Linked DNA regions of Sus scrofa: region 2 is linked to region 1. Evidence: chromatin contacts called from public HiChIP or PLAC-seq data. All regions are on one chromosome and are shown on one strand. Each heading gives the region's core, a stretch centred on a gene start, on an enhancer-like site or on the middle of the called end of the contact. The rest is flanking DNA. Distances are from core to core; before and after follow the strand shown.

Region 1 (4,348 bases), core at 1,151-3,650:
TGTTCCACACCTCTCCAAAGTCATATTTATTTCATCTGCAGCAGTTAGATATGTTTAGTAGATCTTTCATGCCAGGACCCTATTGTGTGTCTAGATGGTTCTTTCTTTCAATTTTCGGTGGGATGGGAAGGAGCATTATTTTATCATCTCAGGTTAGAAAGCTACATTATTTTCTTGAAATCATCATAAGAGTCTGACTCTGAGTTCCCATTGGCAGGGCTGGAGAGAAATTCAGTCTTCGTCGTTCTGAGGGATTCCTTTCCTCATCCCAGAAAGGTCACAGGGTTCTTATCCAGAGCAAAACATTTGGAGGGGGTCCCCAGTTCGGGGCCCCCAGTTCAGGGCAGGCTGGCTGCTGTGGATATACTCATTTCTCCAGCTCATATAGCAGCCTGGTAACTGGTAGCTGCTGGGCAACACTTGGCCATGAAAATAATAATAATGATAACACCTAATGTTTATGGAATGTCTTCTAATTTTAGTCTCCAAGTTCAGCCATGCTGCAAGTACCTGCCTAGGCTCCTCTGAGTGGAACAGACTTGTGCAAAGCCCACCTCCCAAGAGGAAGTGGAGCTCCCACTGCAAATGTGAAAAAGGACAGTCCTCCTATTACTAGCTGATCTCCCCCCAGTGCTTTTTCAATATTTTCAGGTGCGGCATTCAACTAAAGCCTCTGTAAAAATGACTCCTCCACCTTGGGTGAGAAGGGCAGCTTCTCCTTTGTATAAAGTCCCTTTCCGCCCTGTCCACCTGAAAAGGGGCAGAAGAGCATGTGTAGTAATGTCTTGAAACACAAGAGCACTGGACCTGTTGCAAAGGCCATAATAAATGGAGAGGTACAGGAGGACCCTCTGTGGCTGAGTGCAGCACTTAGAAAAGGGGCTGATCAATTTACCAGTCTTTGAGAGAGAGCTGTGTCTTCAAGGTATAATCTCTTGGGGACCAAACCCCTCTGATGATGTTAACAAACATTCTCATATTAATAAAGATACTATTCTCCCCCCCCCTTTCTTGGTGTGACCTTGCCAGGGATCCAGCCTGAGCCACAATAGTAACAATGCCAAATCCTTAACCTCTAGGCCACCAAGGAACTCCTTTTCTCTTTCTCCTCCCCTCACCACCCTTCTAGAAAATCAGCATCTGGACATTTCGAGGAGAGGAAGGCAGAGCATCTCCTTCATTCCAACCTGCCAAAAAGACACTGGCACTTACCAGCAAAGACATCTATCTGTACCCCATGACCCCGCAGAGAGGGAATGTGTTTTCCTCTTTCTGGTGGCTTCCTACCTCTCTGTGATTGACAAGTAGTTACAGATCCTGGAGATTGATAAAAAACAAAACCAAATCCTGCTGTGATCCTTTCACAGCCGGGCCCTTCCTGTTTGGTCTCTGAATGAGTTGCAGGCAGGACTATGGCAATCGCAAAGGAGAAGGCTGAAGGGAACATCAACGCCGCCCCCCCAAACCCCCCACCGCCCGCCCAAGACAAGACGAGGGATGGAGAGAGACCCATCCCGTGGGTCTACAGCTGCCGGTACTTCAGGCACCGGCGTGGGAGAGACATACCGGCGAAAGGAGAGAGCCCCCAAACCCAGAGCAGGTAGGTCTTAGGAACCCTGGGAGAGTCACCTTCCCTGGCCTCCCTTTTCCTCTGGTGTCATCTGGGAGGCACAGGGGAGAATCCCTGACAGGATTGTCTTGGGCAAACCACACGCCCTTGCGCCTCATTGTTCTTATTTGTAAAGGGAAGGGGTATGCAGTAGGTACCTCTGAAATGCTGTGGTTCTGAGGCTGATATGAGGCAGGAGAGACGAAGTCTCGCGAAGCCAAGCAATCTAGAAGCTTCTGGAAGTGGCTACGCTGCTCGCTCCCGACCAGTGGTTCTCGAACTTGAGGTGTATCAGAATTCCCTGGAGGGTTTGCTAAGGGGGGACTTAGCACTCCCAGAGTTGCCTTTCAGTAGCACTAGGGTAAGACCTGAGAATTCACCTTTCTAACAAGTTCCCAGGTGCTGCCCCTGCCGCTCGTCTGCGGCTCACCTGTCGAGCAAGCATCGCTGCTCTAGTCTACCTCCGCCCAGTGGAAGGAGGCTTCTGCGATGAAGGTCACCTAGGAGGAGCTTAGGAGTGCCCCCTTCAGGATGCGTACCTTTTCTTCCCACCTGCAGGGGGCAGCCTCGTTCTGCCTCAGCCTAGACGAAGGACCAGGATAACAAGGAAGGTAACTCCCGATTAAATACGCCCATTTCCTGAAAATTCTAGATAGACGCTAAAGTTACCCACGGGCCTGAGTCCGAGCCCTAGACAGGGGAGCTCTTTTACTCTGAGTTGTTCCCAGCCTGGGCTGGCGAGGGCTCTACTACCGAAAGTGGGCAGCTCTGCTGATGCCGGACTCCCGGGGCAGGGAGTGCGCTTCATTCGCCTGAAAGCTCACCCTGCTAGCAAAGTGCTGCCTCAGCGTCAGGGCCCAGGAAATGTTCCACGGAAGAACAAATTAATATTTGTTTGAAGATCTGTGCAAGAACTAGTGAGAGAGAAGGGCAGAAAATGATGGAATGAATTTTAAACATGGTCAGTCTAGCAGGAGACACTGACCACTGTTTCAGAAAACGAGAGCGTTTTCTGAAGCTGGGTGATTCTCCCTCGTGAAACAGCGCAGGGCCTCCCAAAAGCTGCAGCATTCGGCGGAGCAGAAGGCTGCAGGAGCAAAACCTGCCAGAAGGGGGCGCCTCGACATTTCCTCCTCGGAGTCAGCCCCAAGCAAGGCATCCGCCAGTCCTTCCATTATCTTAAAAAAAAAAAAAATTATACTGCAGGGTGCCTCAAACTTTTATTTAAAACAAGGTGAAAGTAAATAATCAATATAAAAAAAACCCCAAGCTGAACAAAAGCCTTCTATTTGTGCAGCAAACAGCCTATCAAGTCCAGAGGGAGGCAGTAACTGCCATTCAGAAGGAAGCTGCCTGGCCAATAGACTTGCCCAGTGTGGAGGAGGAAGACAATTTGGGGGCAAGGAAGAAGAAGCAGCAGAGGCTCTGACATGGGTAGAAGGTGTTTGGGGTGGGGAGAGAAGACTAGTCTGCTTGGAAAGGACTCCTCTTCCCTCTTCATCCTTCAGGCTGGGAGGTCTGATTAGGGCCTGAGGATGATCACAACAGTCAGAATATCTACCCTGGTGTGCTCAGTTTCCCACTACCGCAGATTTCTGCCCAAATTCCAGATATTTAGAACATATGAAAGTGGTATACGCCAGGCCCACTGTCAGTAGGAGAGGCCTCCTAGGTGGGTCTCTAAGGGTGGCTCTAGGCCTGTTCTGCCCCATTCCTACAGTCTCAGAGTTCCTCTAATGGCCATAGTGATCATGCCATGGGGCGAGATCTGCATGTAAGACCGGCCGTGGACGTGAGACAGAGCAACCTCACAGGATGCAGCTGGAGGTCAACTCACAACCAACCATTGCGGCAACAAGTGACCCTCGTTAGCAACATTATCTGTCCCCTGCACTTGTAGCAGGACACATCATGATGTGGCACTTTTCACTAAAGTGTTCCTCATGCTTTTTATCTCTCCTTTTTTGCAGAATGCTCCTCCTCCTATGTTGTTAGTCTGCTTTGGTGGTGTCATCATTCACAAAATCTCCTAAACAAGAAACTTTCTAGCTATTTATTTTTTATTTTTTTACTCTGTGCCACATTCAGCCAGCCAAGAAATCCTAATTATTCTATCTCTTAAATAATCTCTATCCTCTCTCCTCCACAGTCACTGGTTAGGATTCATCTGGATGGCTAGTCACCTCTGTTTTCTCTAATTCCATCCTCAGCACTGATTCCAATGCTCTGAAAGTCATATTTGATGATGAAGTTCTCTTGCTTAAAAACCATTGGTAGCCCCCTGAGGCCTACACAGGATGAGGACACATTGCTTTTGGGAACCAGGCTTGGTATAGCTAAACAAATGAGATGGGGACAATGATTGGGGGTAAGAGAGTTCCACTGAATTCCTTTCATGTAAGAGGCCACCCACTGTAATCCTGAAAGCCCCACTATGCCCTGGAGTTGAATCCCAATCAACACAAGGGATTGAACTTTGCATTTAAAATCTTTTGTTCCCATTATTCATGCCACCTTAGGCACGAAGGTTTCTCATTTCCTACCCTGCTCTCCTTATAGATTCCAAAAGCACTTGCATTGCTTCCCTAGGATCTACACAAGTGAGAAATGAAGTGCCACGTGGTCAGCCCTATGTAGTCCAGCAGACTGTCCCCCAGAGGGCCTTTCTGTAGTCGGGTGGGTACAAAATTCAAACTAAATTTTCCCTTCCAGTCCTGCCCAGCTTCTAGCTGGAGGAAA
Region 2 (4,751 bases), core at 1,180-3,679, 74 kb after region 1:
TCCTAGTCCCTGACCTCAACCAGTTTCAGGATCAACACCCTCCTCCCTCTGCAGTGTGACCACCACAGTGCTCAGCCAGCTTTCGATGTATAACTTGAACCTCTTCTGCTCAGGCTGGAGATCTGCTGGTGGTAAGACGTGGAACAGGCCAGAGGCATAGGCATCATTTTTGCTCCATCCCTTGTTCTGAACATGCAAGGGGCTGGAAGTCACTCACGCACAGTCCTCCCCAGGTCCACCTGCATTTCTAGCTTCCTTCTGTGCCATTACCACCCTGTCCCCTTGGGAAGGGTGTCCTCTGCCTACCCCTCTTCTGTTCTCTTCCAGATTCACTTCCCCAGAGCCTTGCTTATTGATTCACGAGAGCATCATTTGGAAGAAAGGGGAAGAACCCCAACTGATTACTAACTGTGTTTGTCTCTTTATATTTCTGCTAAGATAATCGTAATTCTCCTGGGCAATGTGCAGGCCTGTGACTGACTAGGGAAGATTGAATAGAGGAACAAAAGCATAGTAACTTATCTAGGTTTATAAGGGTGAACTATATACATATATGTAATTAAAGTGTATATATACTTAGAATAGTTAGATATTTTAGTTGACTTTATAGATAGCTATATGTGTATATGTGTGTGTAATATATAAATACATGTATGTATGTTTGTGAGTGTATCTCTCAAATCTGATCATGTCCTGCTTTTAAAACCCTCCATGCTTCCTTCTTATTATAGGACAAAGTCCAAACTCTCCTTGGCAAGTCTTCTATCCATATACACTCTCTGGCATCTCCACCCTCAGTCCAAAGCTCTCTTCCAATCAGGCCACCTCCCCACCCCCGCACTCAGGCTCCCCACTTTGGGAATCACTCTTTGGCCTCCTGTGAACCTTGCCCTTTCCCCCTTCCCAGCTTTTGTACAGGTTTTTCACTCTCACTACCAAGCTCCTGGCTCTGTGTCTGTCAGGAGCCTACCTTGGAAAGTCTACTGTCCCTCCTGAACTAAGCCCCTTGAGATCCCAGTGCCTAGCACAGTGCAGCCAATACTGGATGAACTCTCACCTGCCCCTTGGGGAAGTCAGGAGTGCCTTTCTGTCTGCCCCAGACACTCAGCTCACTGGTTCCTCCATGAGAGCTTTTCTTAGGTGGCTGCCACTCCCATCCCAACCCTCTGGGCAGGGCCCATGCCTTTCCTCCAAAAGAGCATTCTCAGCATCCCGCACAGGGTCTGGCACATGGTTGCCATGCAGTGCATCTTCATCGAATGAATGAATGCATATTTATAGATTGCTATCCGTGTGACAGATAAGCCAAATGCAGAGAAACTGAAAGCAAAATGTCAGAGGCCTTGCCTAAGATGCAATAATCAGGAACAGCAATCAAGGCTCCCACAAGGTGACTAGTTCACCATGGAAAACTGAATTCTATTTGCGAAGTCGTAGGTATCACCACAGCTCTTGAGGAAAGCAGTGGCTGTTTCTTTTTGGACTCGCCATCCCCCCTACCGCCCCCACTGTTGTCATGGATGACCTGTGGGTATAATGGATTCACAGCTCCTATAGCACCAGGGAAGGAGGCCAAAGGCCCCTCCCTGAGCCTGGGGGAGACCCCATAACTGCCAGCTGCTCCCCATACATGAGCCGAGGGGTCTGCTGCTGCTGGGCCTAGGGCCCACGCCTCCAAGCTTCAGATAGCTCACTTCCTCCTGCACATGTGTTGGGGGAAATCCAAAGCTGCAATTCCAATTTCCCACTCCCATTAGCCATTATACTCATGGTAGGTTTCCCGGCCTTCCTGATTACTAGATCTGGGCTTCAGGCCTGGGGAGCCCTGGATACACCTATAAGATTGCAACAGGGCCAAAGGATGTTTTCATACTCTGAGTCTGAGCAGCCTTCTAATTACTTGCTTTATTGTCATATTTCCAACAACAACCTATTCCTTCCTTCCTTGTATAAAATTCCTAATGTCTATCAGCACATAAGATCCGTGACAGCACAATACTGTGAATAGCACTTGGTACATGGCAGATACTTTGTTGGATAAAAAACAAGTGAATGAATGGCTGTGTATTGGAACAGAATGAATGAAAACCATTGACACTCCTTTTGTTGTTTTTTTTCAGCTAGACTATCTGTCATTTGTGCTGGCTTAAGTCTGCCCCCATCTGAGGGACTTGGGCTGGGGGAGCTGGTCTAATTCTTCTGGCCCGAGGATGCTAGGACAGTGAGGCTGGAGGAGAAGGAAAGGTGGGCCTTAAGAGAAGAGGTGGCTGGAAGGCCTTTGGGGAGCCTCACTGCCCAGTGCAATTTCCTCTGGCAGCTTCCCCCGATTGGCCTGGAGCCTGTGCCTGCCTGCTCCACAGAAGGAGCTCAGCTGTGGTTACACTGTCAAGCTCCAAAGTCAACAACAGTGAAGGGAGGAGGAGCCTGCTCGGTGGGGCCAGGGGTTAGCGAGGGGGGGTTGAAGGGCAAGGAGCCCAGGCTCCATGTGGCATCCGGTTTTAAACAACTCTACTTAGAAATAGAAGAAAATCTCTCCGGAAAATGGGAGGGCTCTGGCAGGCCTCCCAGGCCTGAGGAACAGCAAGTTCCTGCCAGCTTGTGCCGGAAGTGGGGGATTTGTGGGAAGGGCAGAGGGAAGAGGGCATTGAAGGGAGTGGACACAACCCAGCAGCATTTTTTTGTGTTTAAAAACTGTTCTGAGTAAACATGCTTCTGCAAATCAAGAGGGCTTTTATTCTTCCATGCTGTTGAACACATGGCCAGCCTACTTCCCATGAATGCATTTATTCCCAGGTGTGTGTGTTTGTTTTCAAAGGAGGAATGTTATAAACTATTCAGGTCCTTGACTGAGAATGCTTTGGAATAATGGAGTGCAAAAATCAGCTCTACCTATTCATATTTCAGAGGGAGGAACAGGCCTTACTAGATTCTCTCTTCTAGGACAGGGCTGGGGAAGTCCAGGAAAGCTCCTTTCTAGCCCATTAAAGCCAGAGGGCCAGCCTTGGCCTCTGGAAGGCTTTTTTAGGCTGCAGAGGATAAATAAAGGATACAGATGTTTAGACAACCTGCCTTGGCTGACTGCTCTGGCAAGGTGAGTCAGGGAAGGAAATCTCTAATGGGGGACCAAGGGATCTTGACGAGGAGTGGGAAAGAAGTTACATGTTTATAATTGTAGAGAGGTCTAAGATCAGCATGGCTCCAATGAGACCCAAAGTGGATAAGCAGACCTTCAGTTGACAGTAACTCATTCTCCTTTCCAGAACCCCAACCCACAGCTCTCCCCACTGGGGTTGGGGCATTTCATGATTTCTTTGACTTCAGAGCCTCGCCGTGCTCCCCAGAGCCAAGGGAGCCCCCTCCTCTCAAGAAGTGGACAGTAAGTCTAGTTCACCTGGGAAGTCCACCTGGAAATCCTGTGTGGGGCAGGTGGAGACAGAGGGGAGGAGGGGATGCTTTTAAAATTCATCCCCTTCCTGAGGCTTTCAGAGAAGGTAGATGGTCTGTGCTGCTATAGGAACTCTTCAGTGCTTCTGGTGGGAGAGTGACTTGGTACAACCACTTGGGAGAGCTTGTTGCATTACACAGAAAATTCAAAGATGTGCAAAACCAACCTAGAAATTCCATTCTTAGTTTTGCGTCCTAGAGTAGCGGTTCTCAAACCATTTGGTCTCAGGACCCCTTTACACTCTGAAATTTTGTTGAGGACCCCAAATAACTTTTGCTTAAGTGAGTAATATCAACCAATATTGACCACATTAGAAATTAAACCTAAGAATTCAAAAAATTAATAACTCACTTAAACGTAACAATAATAAGTGCATTACTACTGACATAAATAAGAGGTTTATAAAAAATAACAATTTCCAAAACAAAATAACTTATTGGGATGAGTGACCTTGTTTTAACACTGGTTATCTCTTTGAAAGAGGGAAAGGAATACGACTACTAAGGGATATACATGAAGTTTCAGATACAGTGGGGCTAGTTATCCTGCCATAACAAACAGCCCTTGAAATCTCGATGGCTTAAATACAACAAAGGTTCATTATGGGCCAGTGAAAAGGATCTCCACCAATTGCTGTGTCTCTAGTAAGTGTGGTGGGGGGAGGGAATGTGACAAAGCAGGCACTGGCTCTTATAGGACATCCAGAAGTGGCATTCTGTTGACCAGAACAAGTCACAAGACCATGTATATCTTCAAGGGAGTGGGGAAGTACCATCTGATCATGTGCCCTGAATGAGGGAAACTGAGACATTAGGGTCATTTGGTATTGTTCTACTTCATTAGGATCATTTGGCACTAAGTTAAATGGTGGATTCATAGGTATTTGCCTAATTATTATATACTATATAAATTTACAGGTAAATTTATACTTGCTAGTATATACTATATTTATATGTCATTTAAATATATGTGTATCTTTATAGATATCTTTTTTAGGTATAAAATATTGGAAAGAAATAGAAAGGAAGAGAGAAAAAATAGGCCTTTAACCGTGGGGGTACAAATTCATATATTTGGGTAAAGAAATGTGGAGGCTGGAGTTTCCGTCGTGGCTCAGTGGTTAACGAATCTGACTAGGAACCATAAGGTTGCAGGTTCGATCCCTGGCTTTGCTCAGTGGGTTAAGGATCCGGCGTTGCCATGAGCCGTGATGTAGGTCGCAGATGCGGCTCGGATCTGGCATTGCTGTGGCTGTGGTCTAGGCTGGAGGCTAGAGCTCCGATTCGACCCCTCACCTGGGAACCTC

Evidence for each region. HiChIP or PLAC-seq counts read pairs in DNA pulled down with a chosen protein or histone mark.
Region 2: an H3K27ac HiChIP or PLAC-seq map of skeletal muscle shows a contact between it and region 1. The contact joins two enhancer-like sites. A contact is called at or near these places in 3 of 47 Hi-C or Micro-C datasets (heart right ventricle, skeletal muscle and subcutaneous adipose tissue) and 2 of 2 datasets of contacts at active chromatin or transcription factors (alveolar macrophages and skeletal muscle).

Annotation. Positions count from the first base shown.
Region 1 is chr3:77,445,026-77,449,373 of Sscrofa11.1, forward strand. No RefSeq gene overlaps it. Among named protein-coding and RNA genes, the nearest start is that of AFTPH, 24 kb to the left of the region's middle. Within about 2 kb of position 2,401, at least 46 of the 83 cell types and tissues checked have an H3K27ac peak or open chromatin away from gene starts, as enhancers often do. A contact at or near this core is called in alveolar macrophages, skeletal muscle and subcutaneous adipose tissue, where this site is marked.
Region 2 is chr3:77,518,507-77,523,257 of Sscrofa11.1, forward strand. No RefSeq gene overlaps it. Among named protein-coding and RNA genes, the nearest start is that of LGALSL, 41 kb to the left of the region's middle. Within about 2 kb of position 2,430, at least 54 of the 83 cell types and tissues checked have an H3K27ac peak or open chromatin away from gene starts, as enhancers often do. A contact at or near this core is called in alveolar macrophages, skeletal muscle and subcutaneous adipose tissue, where this site is marked.